Linked DNA regions of Sus scrofa: region 2 is linked to region 1. The links are chromatin contacts, called in public HiChIP or PLAC-seq maps. All regions are on one chromosome and are shown on one strand. The core of a region is the stretch at or near the end of the contact, and the rest is flanking DNA. Distances in the headings are between cores, read along the strand shown.

Evidence for each region. HiChIP or PLAC-seq counts read pairs in DNA pulled down with a chosen protein or histone mark.
Region 2: a contact with region 1 is called in an H3K27ac HiChIP or PLAC-seq map of alveolar macrophages. The contact joins two enhancer-like sites. A contact is called at or near these places in 17 of 47 Hi-C or Micro-C datasets (alveolar macrophages, blood, embryonic fibroblasts and 9 more) and 2 of 2 datasets of contacts at active chromatin or transcription factors (alveolar macrophages and skeletal muscle).

What each region holds. Positions count from the first base shown.
Region 1 is chr13:199,942,641-199,948,287 of Sscrofa11.1, reverse strand. DOPEY2 (protein dopey-2) reads right to left here. Exons shown (of 39, transcript XM_003132763.4): 23 at 4,836-5,024; 24 at 1,467-1,589. Among named protein-coding and RNA genes, the nearest start is that of MORC3, 51 kb to the left of the region's middle. Within about 2 kb of position 3,962, at least 6 of the 83 cell types and tissues checked have an H3K27ac peak or open chromatin away from gene starts, as enhancers often do. A contact at or near this core is called in alveolar macrophages, where this site is marked.
Region 2 is chr13:200,009,072-200,014,994 of Sscrofa11.1, reverse strand. It overlaps MORC3 (MORC family CW-type zinc finger protein 3), which reads right to left. Exons shown (of 17, transcript XM_003132764.4): 3 at 4,983-5,115; 4 at 3,557-3,771; 5 at 2,346-2,493. Among named protein-coding and RNA genes, the nearest start is that of MORC3, 15 kb to the right of the region's middle. Within about 2 kb of position 2,709, at least 1 of the 83 cell types and tissues checked has an H3K27ac peak or open chromatin away from gene starts, as enhancers often do. A contact at or near this core is called in alveolar macrophages, where this site is marked.

The DNA of each region.
Region 1 (5,647 bases), core at 2,713-5,212:
GGTGCTAAGCTGGGGAGCCTGGGCCACTGGCCTCTCACACGTCCTCAGGGCCCAGGGGCCCAGGCAGGGCACTGAGACAGTGCCTGGGGGTGGAACAGACCCTCTGAGAGAGGTTCCAGGTAGGAACATGTGTGGCTGGCAGGGGGAACCAAGGAAGAAGCATGTGCTGGTTTTGTAGAAACAGGTAAACCAAGGTCCTGGATGATGGCCTCATGATGGACCTGTCGGCAGAGGAAGAATGGACAAGATGCAAGCTGAGGTCTGGGAGCAGGAATGTGATGACCTGAATTTTCTTTACCCTTGTGGACAAGTACTATTTTTACAAACTTATTCATTTTTTCTTTTTTAGGGATACACCTGGGGTCGAATCGGAGTTGCAGCTGCCGACCTACACCACAGCAATGTGGAATCTGCATCTAGGCCCTACGCTGCAGCTTGTGGCAATACCAGATCCTTAACCCACTGAGTGAGGCCAGGGATCGAACCTGCATCCTCACTGACATTATGTCAGGTACTTAACCTGCTGAGCCACAAGGGGAACTCCTATTTTTATAAATTTAAAAAGCCTAATGTAAACTCTAGAACCTGGGTGACGATGATGTGTCCATGTAGTTGCATCAACTGTGACAAACATACCCTTCTGGAGGGGGGTGTGGACAGTGGGGGAAGCCATGCATGTGTGGGGATGGGGTAATTTCAGCAATCTCTGCATCTTCCTCTCATGTGGTGGTGAACCTAAAACTGCCCTAAAACGATAAAGTCTGGGAGTTCCCACTGGGGCTCAGTGTTAATGAGCCTGTCTAGTATCCATAAGGATGTGGGTTCGATCCCAGTCCCTACTTAGTGGGTTAAGGATCCGGCATTGCCGTGAGCTGTGGTGCAGGTGGCAGATGTGGCTTGGATCCTGAGTTGCTGTGGCTGTGGTGTAGGCTGGAAACTGCAGCACCAATTCAACCTCTAGCCTGGGAACTTCCATATGCCAAAGTGGGCCCCTAAAAAAAAGGACAAAAAAAAAGTCTTTTAAAAATTGTTTTTTTTTTTTTTTTTTTAAGAAAAAAGCAACTATTTGGCACTTCAGCCAGGGAAGGGCCCAAGGGATAATGAACCATTTCTTAAGCTGGGTAGCAAGTTCATGGTGGTGCTTTTATTCTTTAAAATGTACATGTTATATATATCCTTGTAAGCCCACCATTAGATATTAGATTTAAAAGGTCAAATAAATACAATAGAAAGATGAGAAAACAGATGTCCGGGGGGGGGCTCCACTCCCCCCCACCTCCCCCTCCAGTTGTAACAGGGCACAGCTGTTCCACCTCACGCATTTACAACAGTGGAACATCATCCATTCGCTACATCGCTACATCGACAGTCTCCCGTGTCAGCCTGTGGTGTCCCCTTTGCCTGCACCTGACCACTTGGTATTTTGTCCGAGTAAGTTTAGCTACTGCTCTGATCCTTGGCCCTACCTTCGTCTTACTGTGGCGTTTCACTTTCTTCCGGCTCCACACGGCGGCAACAGCTGCTGTTAACTGCACTCCCAGGTGGGCCGTCAAGGGGTTCAAGAAGTCTAAAATTTTCTGTCGTATGGTCTAGAAAACAGAAACAAGAAAAGGTAGAGCAGGGCAGAATGCGGGCTCTGGGGGACTAGACACCCCACCACCGGTGCCTGTGACCCCCGGGGCCAGGCTGTGCGGACCTCTCAGCATCAGGCTGTGTGATCCTGGGAAGGGGAGGGGCTGGAGCGCCACCTGGAAGCGCTCGATGAGAGGGTGGTGGGCGGCCAGGTGACCAGCCAGGCCCCCAGGTGACCAGACGGGCTGCCAGCTGAGCTGAGCAGGAAGAGACTCTTGGGGGTGATGACTACCACCTTCGAGCAGTTACCAGCAGGGCAGGGGCTCCAAGGAAGCCCCCCAAGGCTTTGCAGACGTAGTGAGAAGGGGAGGGCCAAGCAGCAGAGCTGGGACTGTTCTCCTCCTGAAAGCCCCCAGCCTCGGCTTGTCTCAACCAGCCCAGGAAGGGCTTATATTCATCAGAAAAAAATGCCTTTTCAATGTCCAAAAATACGTACATTTAACTAATTTTATTACATAACCAATTACAAATAAACCCACACGGCCCTAGACGTCACTCGTCACTCCCTTCTGCCATGCGTGGATCTCTCTCCACTCCTGAAACCTCTACGTTCCTCCCTCTGTGAAGCCTGGGGGCCCCCCAGCCTCCAACACTCACCTCCCCTGGTCAAATCCTTTCGATCTGGGTCTCAGTTCAGCCACTCTGCCTCAGCAAGGCCTCCTCCACCCCAGACTAGGTCAGGTCCCCGGGTCACACGCTGTCAGAGCTCCCTACATGTCTTTGCAGCGCTTCTCATCATCATTTTATATTATTACTATGATTTTTTCTTTGTCTTTTAGGGCCGCGGCATATGGAGGTTCCCAGGCTTGGGTTTGAATCGGAGCTGTAGCCACTGGCCTACGCCAGAGCCTATGCAACGTGGGATCCAAGCAATATCTGCAACCTACACCACAGCTCACGGCAACACTGGATCCTTAACCCACTGAGCAAGGCCAGGGATCGAACCCGTGTCCTCATGGATGCTAGTCGGGTTTGTTAACCACTGAGCCACGATGGGAAACTCATCATCATTTAAAAATTGATGGTTATATGTCTGTGTCTGCCAGGAGGACAAGGACTTACTTCATCTCCCTTATCCACTCATGTATTAACAGGGCCTGGTCCACAGCAGCGGGCAGGCAAATATCTGTCAAATGAATGAATTTACTCTGGGCTTACTATGTCCCCGCTGCCCTTGTTTGGCATCATGTTAGATACTGCTGAGCGTGGGATGGGCAGGTCCTTTCCCTCCCACCACGGTGTCTGCTCAGGAGACAGGATGGAGGTCCCAGCTCAAGACCTTGGGTCCTTCAGAGAGGGCTTGAGCAGAGGGCTTGATCAATCTTAGCCACTGCCAAATGGAATCTTCTCAATAGCCCAGTAGGTAGGCCACTAATAACAGACTCACTTCACAGAGGAGGAAACCGAGGCTCAGCCCACCTCTTGTCTGTAGAAAAGCTTTATAGTCTCCTGGGCCTTCCCTAAGTTGCAAAAGCCTGACTCAAGAATTAATGATTGGGAGTTCCTGTCGTGGCTCAGTGGTTAATGAATCTGACTAGGAACCATGAGGTTGTGGGTTCGATTTCTGGCCTCGCTCAGTGGGTTGAAGATCCGGTGTTGGCATGAGCTGTGGTGTAGGCTGCAGATGCGGCTCGGATCTGGCATTGCTGTGGCTCTGGTGTAGGCCGGTGGCTACAGCTCCGATTCGACCCCTAGCCTGGGAACCTCCATATGCTGCGGGAGCAGCCCTAGAAAAGGCAAAAAGACAAAAAAATAAAAAATAAAAAATAAAAATTAATGATTGGAGTTCCCATTGTGGCTCAGCGGTAACAAATCTGACTAGCATCCATGAGGATGCAGGTTCAAATCTCTGGCCTCGCTCAATGGGTTAAGGACTCTGTGTTGCTGCGGCTGTGGTGTAGGCCAATAGCTGCAGCTCTGATTCAGCCCCTAGCCTGGGAACCTCCATATGCGGCGGGAGCAGCCCTAGAAAAGGCAAAAAGACAAAAAATAAATAAATAAATAAATAAAAAATAAAAATTAATGATTAGATTTCCCATTGTTGCTCAGCGGTAACAAATCTGACTAGCATCCATGAGGATGCGGGTTCAAATCTCTGGCCTCGCTCAATGGGTTAAGGACTCCGCGTTGCTGCGGCTGTGGTGTAGGCCAATAGCTGCAGCTCTGATTCAGCCCCTAGCCTGGGAACGTCCATATGCTCCGGGGATGACCCTAAAAAAGCAAAAAAAACCCCTAAAAAGATTAATGATTGAAAGGATATGAACATGTAGTGACATGTAGCAGTTGAGCCAGGAGGAACTGGTAACAATGTAAACAAATTAGTCATATGGCAGTCACAGAATCTTTAGTTCCTCCATGAAGTACACAGATAATCGTGTCTGGGGCACATTCCTAAGTTGTTGTACAGATACTAAAACTCCTACCAAATAGAAGAAGCAAACTGCATGATGGTCATGAGGATGTAGCCCCCAGCCAGGCTGGAGCCTGAAGACTGATGCTCACCCCTGCAACATCACCCTGTTACCCCATCATCAACTAGTCAGAGGATTGTGAATGAGCTGATTACACACCTTTCAAAGGTCCCCTCGTGGTCCTTAAAAACTTCCCTGAAATTCAATGGGGAGTCCGGGTTTGTGGGCACTAGCTGCCTGTCCCTCTTGTCCAGTACGGACCATGAACGATGCCCTTTCCTTCCCCACAATCCAGTGTCAGCAGACCGACTTTACTGCGTGCGGGAGAGTGGACCGACCCAAGTTTGATTCAGTAATAGAACTAGAAGTGCTCTAGGTTGTGTGCTGCTGGTTTAATAAAAAAACTCAGATGCCTCAATGCATATTCAAGGCATCACTGAAAGCAGAGATTAGCTGTCTTAGCAGAGATGCTTCTGAGAAACAGGGTGAGAATGTCAGGTCTCTCACTTGAACCCCCAGCCACCAAAACCCCAGAGACTGTATTTATTTATTTTTTTTTAAGGGTAAAGGTGAAAATAAACTGAAAACTACTCACAAAGCCTTTCTTCCCGTGAATAGGAAACTTATTCCAATAAACAAACGGGAGACTTCTACCTCCAACTTCCCTCTAATGTGGGTTTCACTGAGCACGTGAGGTTTGATTACTTATGTATATATCCCTGCACATTTTTATTTGGGGTGGGACAATACAAGTCAAAGGAAATCACAGACCCACAGAGGAAGCTCTCTTACTTTGGTGGTTTTAAAGTAAACCGAAGAGGATCCTTTCGTGGCTCCAAGGAGATCCACGGGTCTCTTTTGAGTCTCCTCCTTTCTGAGAACATTCCAGAGAAGGGCCATGGTGTTAACAATTCGGGGCAGCTCTTCCAGAATAGCATTCTTGGCATTTTTCAAATTGGTAGGGTCACTCACAGCTGTGGCCTGGAAAAAGAAAAAAAAAAAAAAAAAAAAGGAACATGTGAGACTCACTGGTCTGTGGTGCGTTTCCCTTTCTGTGAGGATGCTGTGCTGGTGGGATGAAGGCTGAGCTGCAGCACCCTCCCCAGGGAGGCCCACATGTGCTTGGAAAGTAAGATGTCTCCCTAAGCATTTATTTTTAGTATTTTTTTTTTTTTTGGCTGCACTCGTGGCATATGGAAATTCCCAGACTAGGAGTCGAACTGGAGCTGCAGCTGCCGGCCTACACCACAGCCACAGCAACGCAGGATCTGAGCCTCTTCTGCAACCTACACCATAGCTCACGGCAACACCGGATCCTTAACCCCCTGAGCAAGGCCAGGGATCGAACCTGCATCCTTATGGATACTAGTAGAGTTCGTTACCACTGAACCATGATGGGAACTCCCTCCTTGAGCATTTAAGCCCAGACCTTTCTTTCAAAGAGGGATGCCTGCGAGTCTGAGACTCCTCATCACACACTCTTCAATCACTCAGCCAAAGCACTAGCTGTGTTCTAAAATTTAATCCCAGATAGGGTAGAGCAACCAACAGTTAAAACATCTTCAGATTCCATAAGGTCAAGTGAAAAAAATACATGGGAGAAA
Region 2 (5,923 bases), core at 1,460-3,959, 68 kb before region 1:
CTGGGAACCTCCATATGCCATGGGTGCAGCCCTAAAAAGACAAAAGACAACAACAAAAAAAATACCTACACGTGGTAGGAGTCATGGTTGGGGGAGGGAGGGAGGGAAGGAAGGAGGCAGGGAGGGAGGAAGGGAGAGGGGGAAAGAGACAGAGAGAAAGAAAAGAAAAATGAAAAGAAAAAAAGAAAAGATATCTAGGAAGCTAGAGAAAAACTGTATTCACTCACACATTGCCAGTGGGAACGTCAACTGGTAGAGTCAATATTCTGATAGTTTCTTAAATGAAATTAAACATGCAACTACCATTATGACCCAGCAATAACATTCCTGGGCATTTGTCCTAGAAAAATGATGACCATAGTCCCACAAACCTCTATGCACATGTTTTATAGCTTTATTTGTAATAACCAAAAACTGTAAACAATCCACATGTCCTTAAACAGGTGAGTGGCAAACACACTGAGGTGCATCCATACAATGCAGTACCACTCAGCAAGATAAAGGAAGCAAACAGACACACAAGAACCTGGATGACTCTTCAGTGAGTGCTGCTGAATGAAAAAAGCCAATCCCAAAAGGTTGAACGCTGTATGGTTCCAGTTGCATGTTAAAGGTTGCCAAGGATTAAGGAAGGAGTAGGTGTGGATATACAAGGGATCCTTGTGGTGATAAACACCTTGTCTACCAGTGTCAGTATCAACAGCATTACTGCACTACAGTGTTCTAAGATGTCGCCACTGGGGGAAACTGGATAAAGGGTACCTGAGAGCTACTATTTCTTACAACTTTACATGTCTACAATTATCTCAACATAAAAAGTTAGGTGTTCCTGCTGCGCACAACAGGATCAGCAGCACCAGGTTGCAGGTTCAACCACTGGCTCAGCACAGTGGGTTAAAGGATCCAGCATTGCCACAGGTGCAGCAGAGGTTGCAATTGTGTCTCAAATCTGATCCCTGGCCTGGGAACTCCATATGCATCAGGGCGGCCAAGAAGGGGGAGAAAAAAAGAAAAAATGGAAGGGTGGGTGTGGAGGGTCAGGAAACGAAGTCAGAAAAGCACAAGAATTAATGTATTTTAGACTTATCACTATTAGAGCTTTATCCCTATGAGTCAAGAGATCTTAGATCTTTTAACGTTCATCCTAAATTTTAAAACTCTGCAAAGGATTTTATCCTCACAAAGATTTCACAACACAAAAGTCTCATCTATATTACTTTTCTCAGAGTTCCCATTGTGGCTCAGGGGTAACAAATCCAACTGCAGGGATTGAACCTGTAACCACAAGGACACAGGCTCAATCCCAGGCCTTGCTCAGTGGGTTAAGGATCCGGTGTTGCCATGGTTGTGGCACAGGCCAGGGGCTACAGCTCCGATTGGACCCCTAGCCTGGGAACTTACATATGTCTCAAGCGCGGCCCTAAAAAGACAAACGTGTGTGTGTGTGTGTGTGTGTGTGTGTGTGTATAAATACACACACACACACACATATATATTACTTTTCTCAATAGATGCTGAATCCTGCTTAGCTTCACGTAATGAACCAAATGAACAATGCTTTCTCTATCCTACCCAAGTTGGGATTTGTTGGTTGTGCTTTTTTCATTTTTTTCTTTCCTTTTTTTTCTTTTAGCCACACCTATAGCATGTGGAAGTTCCCAGGCCAGGGACTGAACCCATTCCAGCCTGTGCCACAGCTGGGGCAATGCTAGATCCTTAAATGGCTACACCACAAGGGAACACGTTTTTTTTTTTTTTTCAGAAGAAATTTTTTTTTTGGTCTTTTTGCCATTTCTTGGGCCGCTCCTGCGGCAAATGGAGGTTCCCAGGCTAGGGGTCCAATCGGAGCTGTAGCTGCCAGCCTACGCCAGAGCCACAGCAACGTGGGATCCGAGCCGCGTCTGCAACCTACACCACAGCTCACGGCAACGCCGGATCATTAACCCACTGAGCAAGGGCAGAGACCAAACCCGCAACCTCATGGTTCCTAGTCGGATTCGTTAACCACTGCGCCATGACGGGAACTCCGGGAACACGTTTTTGGTAGTGTTTTTGTTGTTATTTTGTTTTTGAGGAGAGGTATAATATAACCAAGAGTAAGAACAGAATGCAATGGAGACTGCAGGGCTAGGAAATTTATTTTTAGGAATATGAAATTATCTCACATTGAAGCCAAAGTAGCTTTAATAAAATAACTTTGGAAAAGATGTATCATTAACTACGTCATAAAATGAGGAACTACCAATATATTGCTCTGAGTAACAACGGATGAATGTAATGAAACCATTCCTGCACATGCACTTTACTTCCCAAATGGTTAATAACCAGCTGAGGTCTGTATTTACCTTCTCAGATTCCAAATGATGATCCTTGTCCCCTTCGTACTCATGATAGCATCAAGTTCTGCTAGTAATTTCTGTTCCGTAGAAAACAGAGAATGTTCCAGAATTGCAGCAAGGCTCGCTTTTGATTCTGTTGAATTAATTATCTGCCGTACACCTTAAGTTAAAGACTTAGACCAACAACATATTTTTCACAATTAAAACCTGGAAACCAACTCAACTAACTGAAAAATCATCTCCTAAATTATTTTCTAAGTTTTAAAATGACAGCAGGGGAGCTCCTGTGTGGCTAAGCTGGTTAAGTATATGGCGTTGTCACTGACATGCTGCTGGTTGATCCCTAGCCCAGGAACTTCCACATGCTATGGGCATGACCAAAAAAAAGGGAACACTAATCTTAGAAGTTCCTGCTGTGGGGCAGTGGGGTTGAGGATCCAGCGTTGCCACCGCAACTTCCTATGCTGCAGGTACAGCCGAAATAAAGAAAAATAAATAAACAAAATAAAACGACAGTTTGACTTCAAATGAACACCAAGGAGGAGGAAGTATAAAGAAGTATATTATGATTCTTAACTCATTTAATGACTTCCAACATGTGAATGTTTACACAGAAGACATTTTCCTACAGATACCTTGCTTTTCATGGTCGGTAAAAACTTCAAGCCAGATCATAAGTCTTATTAGACCACACAAAAAGTGAAATAAAGAGCAGAGCTATGGGAAGCTTAACATAAAATTCAATCACCTTAAGTTAAAAACGTCCACGGCAGAGTTCCCATTGCGGCTCTGCAGCAATGAACCCAACTAGGATCCATGAGCATGCAGGTTTAATCCCTGGCCTCACGCAGTGGGTTAAAGGATCTGGCGTTGCCATGAGCTGTGGGTGTAAATCGCAGACACGGATCAGATCTGGCATTGCTACGGCTGTGGCGTATGCTGGCAGCTACAGCTCTGATTCAACCCCTAGCCCGGGGCCTTCCACATGCCGTTGGTTTGCCACCCACCCCCCCAAAAAAAAGAATGTCCATGGCACAATCCCAAGAGTGAGGAGAAAAGGACAAGCATTTAGCACCAAATGCTGGATAGAGGCAGTGGATAGGAACGAGTGCTAGAATGGAAGATATGATGAAAAAACAAGAATCTGGAGGAGGGCAAAAGGATGGAATAGTTCAGAATATTTCTTGAGAGTTTCCATTTCAAAATCCAAAGGATATGGTCTTTGCTGAATGCCACTATTGGGACAACAACATGTTCTGCTTTTATGACTTCCAAGTAGGTCTGAGACAAGAAGCCCACGCTCATGCTTTCTCCGTTTTTGGTAAAAACGATTGCATCTTTACCCAAACGCATAGAACCTGACTTGAAGCCATTCCCATACAATCCAACTGGGACGTGACCATTCATGGTGACTTTGTCACTGAAGCCAAAGCTAAAAAGAAAAAAACTCTTAATAAATACGTATAATCTTCATTTATTTTAATTCAAAAACTGCGACACCAAGTAAAAAGCCTAAGTTTGAATGCTGCCTCATCCTTCCATCCGAGTTGTATAATCTTGGGCGACTTACTTTTAATCTGTCTTCACGTGCTTCCCCATCTCTGAAATTATGGAAACCAAATCTGTGTCGTAGGGGCGAATAAGGATTACACATACTAAAACAGGAGCTCACTGCCTGGCACATCCTGGCTAAAGGGCTGAATTATAATTTAGGCTCCTGGGACCTTGAGATTTCACCCCATGAAATTTCTTCCTCTAAGTGTAAATGATTCTCTTACTTTCAACAAGCTTGATATACTATGCACTATTATGATCGGGTCAACCTACCTTTTTGTGCAGTATGAAGAGTACTTGAGAGACAGTAGAAAGGTTTCTGCTGCCGAATCTTCCCTCTACCCTGCACCTGTACTATGTATCTCAGTTCACATTTCAGGCATGTCTGGCTTCATCCTGACATTCTATTCTGTGACCCTAGAACTCCTGACTTACAACTATGCTACCTCCTCATCCTCTGAATCACTTTAAAACCACTGGTTTGGAGTTCCCGCTGTGGCTCAGGAGTTCCTGTCGTGGCTCAGCAGAAAAGGAATCTGACTAGGATCCATGAGGGACTCAGGTTTGATCCCTGGCCTCACTCGGTGGGTTAAGGATCTGGCTTTGCTATGAGCTGTGGTGTAGGTCGCAGATGTAGCTCTGATCTGGCGTTGCTGTGGCTGTGGTGTAGGCCCATAGCTGCAGCTCTGATTTGACCCCTAGCCTGGGAACCTCCATATGCCGTGGGTGCGGCCCTAAAATCAATCAATCAATCAATCAATCCACTGGTCCAGCATCCCCAAAGTGTTAAGTTTTACTGGAAATAGTAGTTAAAACTATAAAAAATAAAACTGATGTCAATATGCTACAACTCTAAAAGGAATGGTGGAATTTTAGATAAATGAGACGTGGAGAGGGTGATGAAAATGGCAGGAATAGCCTAATAATCTAACAGTGGTAGAAAATGATAGAATATTTAGAGAATAGAGCACACTGTGGGTATAGCATTTCATGTTTAAAAAACAAAAACTACAGGCAAGACGTATGACACATGAAACAAGTGAATCAAGTAAAAGCAATGATTTTAAGAAGTGCGACACTTTCCCATACCTTAGCATTTTATGTAGCTTGTCTGAAGTCATACCGTTCCCATTATCAGTGAAAGTCAGGCATACATGATCATTTATCACTGTTTTGTCAATCCATATCTGTTTGGCATTCACATCAGGATCGTAAGCATTATCTGGGAAACAAAAGTTTTGAAAATTTTGATTCTGCATTTTAAAGAAGAGCAATCAGTTCTGAACAAGCCTTTAACAAAGCAACAGAATAATACATTTTAAGGAAATTTTAGAAGCTAAAATGTTAGGAACTTCTAAGACTTGACAACATGAAACTAAACTGTACAATGCTATATATAATTCACTGACTATTATGGAATTAACTCCATCCAAAGCCCCCCATTTGTTATATAGAGAGCAAAGGCTGGTACCCACTACACTGAAAAAGTGTAAAGCAAGAACAATCACTGCACTGAAGAAATGACCAAGGCAAGGAATCTTCTCCCCAAAGAGCTAGCCTAGCTATCATAAGGGAAACTGAGATCTGAGTGTCAACAGCATTACAAGCCGACAAGGAAGGAGATGCACAGATGAAGGTTTACCTTTAACACAGTTCTTCAAATTGTGGCCCTTTTCGGAGTTCCCGTTGTGGTGTAGGGGAAATGAATCCAACTAGTAACCATGAGGTTATATAATCGACCCCTGGCCTCACTCAGTGGGTTAGGGATCCAGCACTGCCTGGCTGTGGTGCAGGCCAGCATCTGCAGCTCCGATTCGACCCCTAAAGCCTGGGAATCTCCATATGCTGCGGGTGCAGCCCTAAAAAGCAAAAAAAAAAAAAAAAAAGGCCCTTTTCAATCTACCAAAACCTTCTGATGGCTAGTACAAGTCTCTGACCTCAGTACACCTCCCCCATTTTAACACCCATGTGTAGCATACTTGTTTCCCTCAAGTGTAAAGGAACATATCAAAGGAAAGTAAAAAAAATTT